Regions from separate parts of the Hordeum vulgare genome. Here region 1 is linked to region 2. Evidence: chromatin contacts called from public Hi-C data. All regions are on one chromosome and are shown on one strand. The core of a region is the stretch at or near the end of the contact, and the rest is flanking DNA. Distances in the headings are between cores, read along the strand shown. Region 1 holds the start of LOC123448339 (stress-associated endoplasmic reticulum protein 2-like). Region 2 holds the start of LOC123448337.

Region 1 (4,842 bases), core at 2,146-4,645, 360 kb before region 2:
CCAATAAATCTGACATTTCATAAACCGGGAGTGGAATCGCAAGGATTCTTTGAGCATCAATAGAGCAAAAAGTCTGATTCACCAGCGATAAGTCCCAGTCTCCTGACACTGGATCAATGAGGTTTGTAACCCGAGAGAGAAGATGATCCCCTCTACTAGAAATAACCTTTCGGTTTGGTGAAAGTGGGATCCATTGATCCCCCCATAAATTAATTTTATGACCATCGCGAACCCTCAAGATGTGACCAAGTTTCACAGTTTCCACACCTGCAATTATGCTTTGCCATGTAAATGAAGCTTTCTTTTTTAGTCTTGCATTCATGAGATCATCATCGGGATAATATTTTGCTTTGAGAATCTTAGCACAAAGTGATTTGGGATCATCGATAAGGCCCCAAGCTTGTTTTGCCAGTAAAGCTAGATAGAAGCAATGGATGTCTCTGAACCCCAACCCCCCTCTACTTTTCGGTATGCACATCTTTCACCAGGCAAACCAGTGCATTCTCTTATGGGATGCATCATCCCCCCACCAATAACTCGAGATCTCGCCTGTAATTCCTTTGCAGATTTTCTTAGGAATTTTGAAGACCGACATCGCGTAAGTTGGTATGGCTTGTGCAACTACTTTGATAAGCACTTCTTTACCTCCAGATGACAAATTTCTTTCCTTCCATCCTGACAATCGCAAGACCAGCCAGTCGATTAAATATTGGAAGCTGACTGATTTGTCCAGATCAAGGGTAGAGGGCAGTCCCAACTACTTGTCATTCAGAGCCTCCGTCATGATATTTAGGATGGTACAGACCTGAGCCTTTATGTTTACCTCCGTACTCGGACCGAAGAAGATACTAGATTCCTACACGCTCACCAGCTGTCCAGAAGCGCTGCAATAAGCATCCAAAACAGCTTTCAAGCTGGAGCGTTCTTTGCATTTGTTTTCATCAAAATTAAAGAGTCATCAGCAAACAAGAGGTCTGAAACAGATGGGGCATTGCGGCAAACCTTGAGCCCTTCTAGTTCACCTGATTGTTTTGCATGGTGAAGGAGTGCTGTCAGCCCTTCAGTAACCAGCAGGAATAAATACGGAGATAAAGGACCCCCCTGGCGAAGACCTCGCGAAGGTTTGATAGTATCTGTTTCAGCTGAATTATACCTCACTATGTATTCCACTGATGAAACACAACTCATGATCCTTTCAGACCTAAAGGCCAAGTTGAGAAGTATAGCCTCCAGAAAAACCCATTCAACACGATCATATGCTTTGTGCATATCCAACTTTACCGCACACCATCCCTCCTTGCCTTGTTTCTTCCATTTAATTGCATGCAGACACCCGTAGTCTATCACAACGTTATCGGTGATTAGTCTCCCAGGAACAAAGGCACTTTGTGTGGGGCTAATGATTTCTGGCAACCAGATTTTCAGTCTTGTAGCAATCATCTTGGAGATAACTTTATATACCACATTGCACAAGCTAATAGGCCTGAACTGTTTAACAGTCTGAGGCGTGTTGATCTTGGGGATCATAACAATACTAGTATCATTCCAAGCTGGTGGAATTACTTGTGAGTTAATAGCCTGGAGCACTTCCCTAACCAAATCATCCCCAACATTGGCCAAAATCTCTTGTAAAAAACTACATGTAAACCATCAGGTCTGGGTGCTTTGAAATCACCAATGGAGAATAATGCTTTCTTAACCTCTTTTGGAGTATAGGGGGCCATAAGGGCATCATTCATGTCCTCTGTCACACGTCTAGGCACCCTAGACAACACATTCTCATCCGGCAAATGGACCTGTGCTGTAAACAGGTCTGAAAAATAAGTGGAGATGATGGAACTGATGTCATCTTCGCTTTCCTTCCACCCACCGGTATCGTCGAGCAGCTTCTTAATGCAGCTGCGCCTCTTACGAGTAGAGACTCCTCTATGAAAATAAGCAGTGTTTCGGTCTCCATGCAGCAGCGAGTTGGACCGCGTTGGAGCCATATTAGCTCTTATTGGTCAAGCAGATTTTCAAGCAGAACCTGTATATATTTCATTTTCTGCCGACTCTCCGAAGTATTCGGTCAAAATACAAGAGATTAATATAGAACGAAGGAGGTACTATTTTTTTTCCTCAAAAGACAAAAAAAATCATCTCAAAGGGGGTGCGGCCGGTGATGACCCGACCGGCCCGTGTGGTCCATGCTGCCCACGCCTTCCACGCAAAGGCAGGCTGGGATAGAGCAGAATTCCTACTTGGCGCCACACGCGCCCGTTACAGTGCAATTCTGCTAACGGGCGCGTGCAGCGACCCGCGCCGGGCCGGCCCATTTCAGTATTTTTTTCTTTCCCTTCTACATAAAAAAGGGCTTGGCGTCGTGGCGAATCGAACTCTGGACTTCAGCAGTGATTAACACGCACTAACCACCACGCCACTGAACGCTATGTGATTAATAATTTTCTTTTGCCCTTTTTTTTGGTTTTGGTTTTTTGCTTATGTTTTTTGTTTTTTTCTTCTACTTTTCGTTTTTTTCTTCTGTTTTTCGTTTTTTGCTTCTGTTTTTCTTTTTATCTTCTACTTTTCCTTTTTTTCCTTTATGGCTCAAAGATTTTTTTATAGTTCAAGAACTTTTCCTTCAAATTGATGATTTTCTTTTCAAATTCACCAAACTTTTGTCAAAATTGATGAACTTTTTTCATATTAAATTAAAGTTTTTAGAATTTTGATGATTTTTTTCTTTCTGAAATTGAATGAATTTGTTTTAATTCGATGAACTATTTTTAAAATTTGATGAACTTTTTTCACATTAAATGAACTTTTTTTAAAATATGATGAACTTTTTTTTCAAAATTAATGATCTCTTTTTTAATTCGGTGAACTTTTTATAAATTTTGATGATTTATTTAAAATTCGATGAAATTTTTCTAAAATTTTGATGAACTATTTTTAAATTTGTTATTTTTTTTAAAACCGATTAAATTTTTTCAAATTTGATGAACTTTTTTTTGTTTTTTTGAAAACTACGATCAACTTTTTTCAAATTAGTTGAACTTTTTTTGAAAACCTATTTTTTTTTATAAATTTGATGAACATAAATCACTGAAGTTTTTATAAAAGATAATGAACCTTTGTCAAAAGTTATAAACATTTTCAAAATTCGATTATTATTAAATTTAAAGTTTGTCAACATTTTTCCCTTTTGAAGTACTTTTTTTGCAAAATCGATGTACTTTATTTTTTCAAAAATCAATGAATCTTTTCAGGGCGTGCAGGGTCGCCGAACTATTTGATGGGCCGGCCCAACATGGTGCGCTGCAGGCGCCAGGAGGGCAAACCGGCGCCTGCAGCGCCGTATAGGAGTTCCCGGGACAGAGCCTAGAAGCCACTCGCTTTCCTATAAAGCCCTCGTGTCGCCTCAAAATGGCCAAATCACAACATCAAGCCCAAGCTACCCACCGGCTGCACCAGCTCCCATTCCTTGCCGGCGAGCTTACCGGACACCGCCCAAAGCCAAGATGGTAAGCGGATCTAGACTTCTCCACCTAGATTGAAAGGGATGCTCCCCTTCTAGGTACGGATTGGTCCTGGTCGGTTAGGAGCAGATCCGGATCTAGATGGCATCCTTGCGTTGACACCTTTGGATACGAGCCCTTCGTGTTCTCGATTCTGATTTGGTCCTGATGTTTGCGCTTGGTCGGAAGAAATAGCTTCTATCATTTTCCTGTATCCGCGTGATACGTTGGTTTCGTGCAGTTCTGCTCTGGCAGTGCTTGGATCGTTGGATTTACCGTGAGCATCGAGCCTTTTACGGGAATCGGATGCTGTAGTTTTATTTCTCGCGGTGAGGTGGATCAGGAATCCGTAGATACCGGAAGATTATTTGAGTTGAATGGTACCGGAAATTAGATATTTATATGCTCTCCGTCAAGTCTTCATAATGGGGATACTGGATGATTTGCCACGCTTTATTCTGTCTTGGAGAATAATTAGTACTCATGAATTGGTGATGACTATTCACATAGAAATGTTATTTTTGTATTTGTTATTGCCATCAGAATTCGTACTGATTGTGTGGTGGAATCAAGAGTGTGGGTAGAAATCTCAGTGCGACGTGATAAATTGCATTGAGTGGTGCACTTGTTCATGTTCAGATTGTTTGTGATGTAATTCTCTAGTGTACACCAAAACCTCTGTAGGATGTTGCGGGTGGAGAACTGTTTATCTTTCATCCTGCCAAACATAGGTGGTGAATGCAAAATTTGCTCAAAATATCATGTAAACATTGTCATGTTTAGTTTTTGTACCCCTCTTGGGGCAGCTGCTTACCTTCCTTATGCTGTCTACTCTTTAGCTCCGGTTATTGTTGTTTCATAGTAGTGTGTACATTTGGGGAAAAGGATGTACTTTTTCTCGGTAATGAAATATTGATGCCACCAGAGTGTTTCTATGGACTAGAAACATACAGTGATTTAGGATGCACTTTATCTCGTTAATGAAATATTGATGCCACCACAGAAAGGTAGTTAGAGTTTCTATGGACTAGAAACAAACAATGATTTAGGATGGATAATGATGCTGTGATGTAATGGTGGCACTGTCGTGGGTTGTCAGTTGGTTAGTAAACTGCTGACTAGGAAGGAAAAAAGTATTGGTGACTCACTATTGTTGGCTGGAGGGTTAACTGACAACTGCATGTAACTGGCTAATCTACTGATGGTTTTGCTATCAATAGTTTCGACCCTCATATATGTGAAGGAGTTAGCAGTTTGAGTGCTTTTTTATATTGCTCAATGTACCTTTTTTTGCTCAACTGTGGCCTTTCTCTTTCTGTATGGCAGACCACTTCCAGGCGCCTTG
Region 2 (4,482 bases), core at 282-2,781:
AGCAGCAGCATGCTAAGCATAAATTAAATTATGGCCTTCAGTTTACATTATGTATAAATAGCAGCATAAATTATGGCGTACATCCTTAAGTATAAATTAAATTATGGCCTACATCCTTAAGTATAAATAGCAGCATGCTAAGCATAAATTAAATCGGCACAAACAGCAGCAGCATGCTAAGCATAAATTAAACATGATCAGCATGCTAAGCAACAGAAAAGGGATAAGGCAAAGGCAGTCCTTCACTGAATTGTTAAGAAATGCAGTGACTGCACATAGAAACGCTGACCTAGGATCAACCCAAAATGAAGTTTTATCCAACTCCGGCACGATGAGTATGACATTAAAGTATCTTGCAACCGTCACCATATCGCATATCTGATTTAACAGTGCAACTTTCATGGTTCAGTTTCAGCATTTGGACATCAGCAATGGCTCAGAAATATAGGCAGCGCAGTAGATTAGATGCATTGAGATTGTCACAAGCTGTACTTACAGCTGCGCGCATCTGGTTGAGACCGCCATTGCAGGACACCATCAGATAGCCATTGTTCTTGTAGATTCCTGAACATAGAACAGAACAAATGAAATGGCTGTAGAGGCTGTAACAGGGTTAGAATCAGTGGTGAACCGCACAGGAGACAAGCACAGGTTAATCGAGCAATTGAAATGAACTGTTCCCGACAAATGCGGAATCCTTGGACCAAACTTATCGGACATGAACCGATCAACCAAAAAAAGAGGTGCTAACCCAACCAATCTTGCAGGGAAGGCGACAAATGGAAAGGGGAAAGCATTAATGGAAGGCCCGAATATTCCTGAGCAATGAAGGAAGGGAAGCCACCTGATTCGCTGATGGTTCCTAACCAAAAGAAGGGGAGAAGGCAGGAATCGACCGACTTATGCTTGGGCGGCAGCGGCAGAACGACCGCGGCGGCGGTGGCGGTGGCGGCGACCCTCTCGCGGTCCGCCGGCAGCAGCAGCGGGCGCTGCATGATGACGAGCGTCTGCACGAGGCAGCCGGACCAGACCCCGCCTAGGCCCAGCACGGTGGGCGCCAGGTGCTCCCCGAAGGCCGCCGCGAGCAGCACCACGACGCAGGTCCAGCAGCACGGTGGTCCCCCCGCTCCCGCCTGGGCGTCCGCGAACTCCGAGTCATCCGCGCCGTCCTCCCCGTTGGCCTCGACGTAGACGTCGGCATCGGAGGCGGGCGTGGCCGGATCCATCAGCAGGCAGAGCGGCGCGAGGCGGTTGTGGGGGCCGGGGGTACCCCGAGGCTAGGGTGGCGGCGGCTCGGGGACACCGCGAGGTGGATTACGGAGGCGGCGGCCGAGAGCGTGGCCAGGAAGGTGAAGACAGTGAGCCACCGCTGGCCGACGGCATTGCGAGAAGCGCCGGGCGGCGGGGCCCTGTCCATGGTGGCGGTGGACGAGGGGTTTGGGTGGGAGTGGCGGCGGTGGGTAGGAGACGGAGGCGGGGTGGAGAGACGAGACGAGGGAGGGGGTGAATCAGTCGGACAAGTTAGGGTTTGCATTTTTTCTCGTTTAGAAAGTGAAGGACGGGCGCGCAGTGTTTGGATCCGTTGGATCATTGGCTTTGACGGCTCAGATCAGCTCGACTCGGGCTGACTGCCCTGCCACGTCATCGATCCGGGAGAGGAGGTTTTAGCCAATAGGAAACCGGCAACAAAATTGTGTTTTTTTACCCTATGACTTTTGATAAAATAAACACGTTAATATTTAGCAAAAAATCTCAAATATCTTTCCATGCCTTCTAGAAATGATGAACTAATACCATGTCAAATTTCATATTCTTTAGACCTTAATTACAATTTTTTAAAATGAAATATTCAATATTTTCATATTTCGAGTGCCTAAAATGAGTTTTTTTGTGAAGAACCTACCATGTATTTATTGCAAAATTGGATCAAATCATTTTTCTAAAATACTAGACCATATTTAACATAAAATTAACCCAATGGTTGGATGTCAAAAGCTTTTATCCACCTCTCGTGAAAAAGATAAATTTTCGTCGATTCAGCTGGAAGCGGGTCAAATTTGAACTGCAGCTTCATTATAGATTTCTTTTTATTTTTTCTAAAAATCATTTATAGATACAAAAGTATCTATTTAATCAGAGAAATATCAAAATATTTCCAAGATTCAAACACTAGGTAAGAACGGTCATACCCATCGTTTTGACCGCATTTTGAAATGGTCATGAAAAATTCAAAAAAAAATGAAAAAAATGAAAAACCTTCGCCTTGTATCATAATATGTGACCAAGTTACCAGGAAAAATAATAAACTTGTAATACGGTGATTATTTTAAAAAAGTGTTCTCATAAATGGCTATAGTATGTGAAGATTCATGGCTTTCGAGCCAAATGATCAATCTTATAACCACATTCATGGCATAGTTTGTTGAAACGACCTAATATTATGCACAAGGGTTCATATTGGAATGGGAAACAATCTTGATTAAGGAAGTTTTCATTTTCCTTGTATGAAAAATTCATTTTCCATTTTTCAAGTGCCCGAAATGAGTTTTTTTGTGAAGAACCTACCATATATTTGTTTCAAAATTGTACCAAATCATTTTTATAAAATACTAGGTCATATTTAATGTACAATTGACAAATTGGTTGGATATTAAAAGCTTTTATCCTCCTCTAGTGAAAAAGACAAATTGCCACCGATTTAGAAGGAAGCGGGTCAAATTTGAACTAGAGGTGCCTCATAGTTTTCTCATGATTTTTTCCTAAAATCATTTTAGGTAAATAAGTATCTATTTAATCAGAGTTCCAACAAAGTTTTGGCAAGATTGAACCCCTAGCTATGAACGGTCAAGCCCGCCGTTTCGACCGCATTTTGAAACGAGCATAACAAACTAAAAAAATCAAAAAATGCAAAACCTTCGTGTTGTGTCATAATATGTGACCAAGTTACCAGGAAAAATAATAAACTTGTAATACAGTGATTATTTTAAAAAAGTTTTCTCAGAAATTGGCTATCGTGTGTGAAGATTCGTGGCTTTTGAGCCAAATGATCAATCTTATGACCACATTCATGGCATAGTTCGTTCAAACGATCTAATATTATGCACAAGGGTGCATATTGGATTGAAAAACAATGTTGATTAAGGAAGTTTTCATTTTTCTTGTATGAAAAATTCATTTTCCATTTTTCAAGTGTCCGAAATGAGTTTTTTTGTGAATGACCTACCATATATTTCTTTCAAAATTGTACCAAATCATTTTTCTAAAATACTAGGCCATATTTAATGTACAATTGACAAAATGGTCGGGTGTTAAAAGCTTTTATCCACCTCTAGTGAAAAAGACAAATTGTCGTCGATTCAGCAGGAAGCGGGTCAAATTTGAACTGCAGCTGCATTATAATTTGCTATTTATTTTTCCGAAAATCATTTATAGGTCATACATATCTATTTAACAAGAATTACATGGTGTGGTTGCTTGACGCTGAGGTTTGGATGGTGGTCGAGGACCCCAGCTCCAGAACGCGTGAACTTGCATGCGAGCCGCGTGGTCACCGCGTTACCGTTGCGTTGTCACGCATTCTGGGTGGAATAGGCATGTCTGGTGGGTTAGACACTCCCTCGTTAGGTGTCAAGAATAAGAATACAATAGAAGAATCTCACGAAGAGACCGAACTAAACTCAAACATGAATTAGCAGCCAAGTGTTTGATTAGCGGTGCGGGCAATGCACATAGACAATGGGCCTAAAATTTGGCTGAGGATGATCATCTACTAAGGAGACTATCTTGCCAAAATTTTATCTCAAATGGATGAACCTAGCTGACACTTGCTTTGCAAAGTACCACACTATGCAAAAATATGGATGTCGAAGCTGGGATCAAATGAATCAATGGATTAAGCTGAAATTTGGTGTATGATGGTTTGGGAATATGCATGGTGTTAGAAAATGAATGATTTCAAAGACTTCCGAAAACCCATCTGGTGCCACTAATGACGAGGGGAGATGGTGTTGAGATTAGGCGACCACCTGAGAAAGAATTGGTGTACCAAGACAAGTTGTGTGTGTGTGTGTTTTTGAAAACAGAGAGATTTAAGATTTGTCGACCATCCCAACCTGACATGTGCGACCACGATACCCCTTGACAGGACGGGGCTTTATTGATTACCTTGGTTAATGTTAGCACAAAGCCTCCATTACTAGTGGAGGGAGTGGTGTGGTCACTCTCAATACGGGGTCGTGCCAAGTAGGGCGACCATGGGCTGCTTTTACACACACCGGGCACACCGTTGAGTCCCCTCTTGGATGGTACGATCTGGAGCGAGTCCCGTATGGTGTACATCATGAGGGCCATGTACTAATGGGTGGACTCTTTGTTTAGTGTCGCCAGGGGAAAGGCATTGTTCGGGTGCTTACCTCAGGTATGAAATATACCACGAGCCGTGGATGACACGGAAGTTCCCCGAGTCTTGTGGATACAACATGC

What was found. Hi-C and Micro-C count contacts between places; a contact is called where the count stands out from the background.
Region 1: a Hi-C map of leaf shows a contact between it and region 2, with 2.2 times the contacts expected there. The contact joins the promoter of LOC123448339 here to the promoter of LOC123448337 in region 2. A contact is called at or near these places in 2 of 6 Hi-C or Micro-C datasets (leaf and seedling).

Annotation. Positions count from the first base shown.
Region 1 is chr4H:178,672,570-178,677,411 of MorexV3_pseudomolecules_assembly, reverse strand. LOC123448339 (stress-associated endoplasmic reticulum protein 2-like) reads left to right here and starts at 3,395. Exons shown (of 3, transcript XM_045125178.1): 1 at 3,395-3,503; 2 at 4,824-4,842. The coding sequence starts at 3,501.
Region 2 is chr4H:178,312,909-178,317,390 of MorexV3_pseudomolecules_assembly, reverse strand. LOC123448337 reads right to left here and starts at 1,531. Exons shown (of 3, transcript XM_045125176.1): 1 at 845-1,531; 2 at 497-564. The coding sequence starts at 1,226.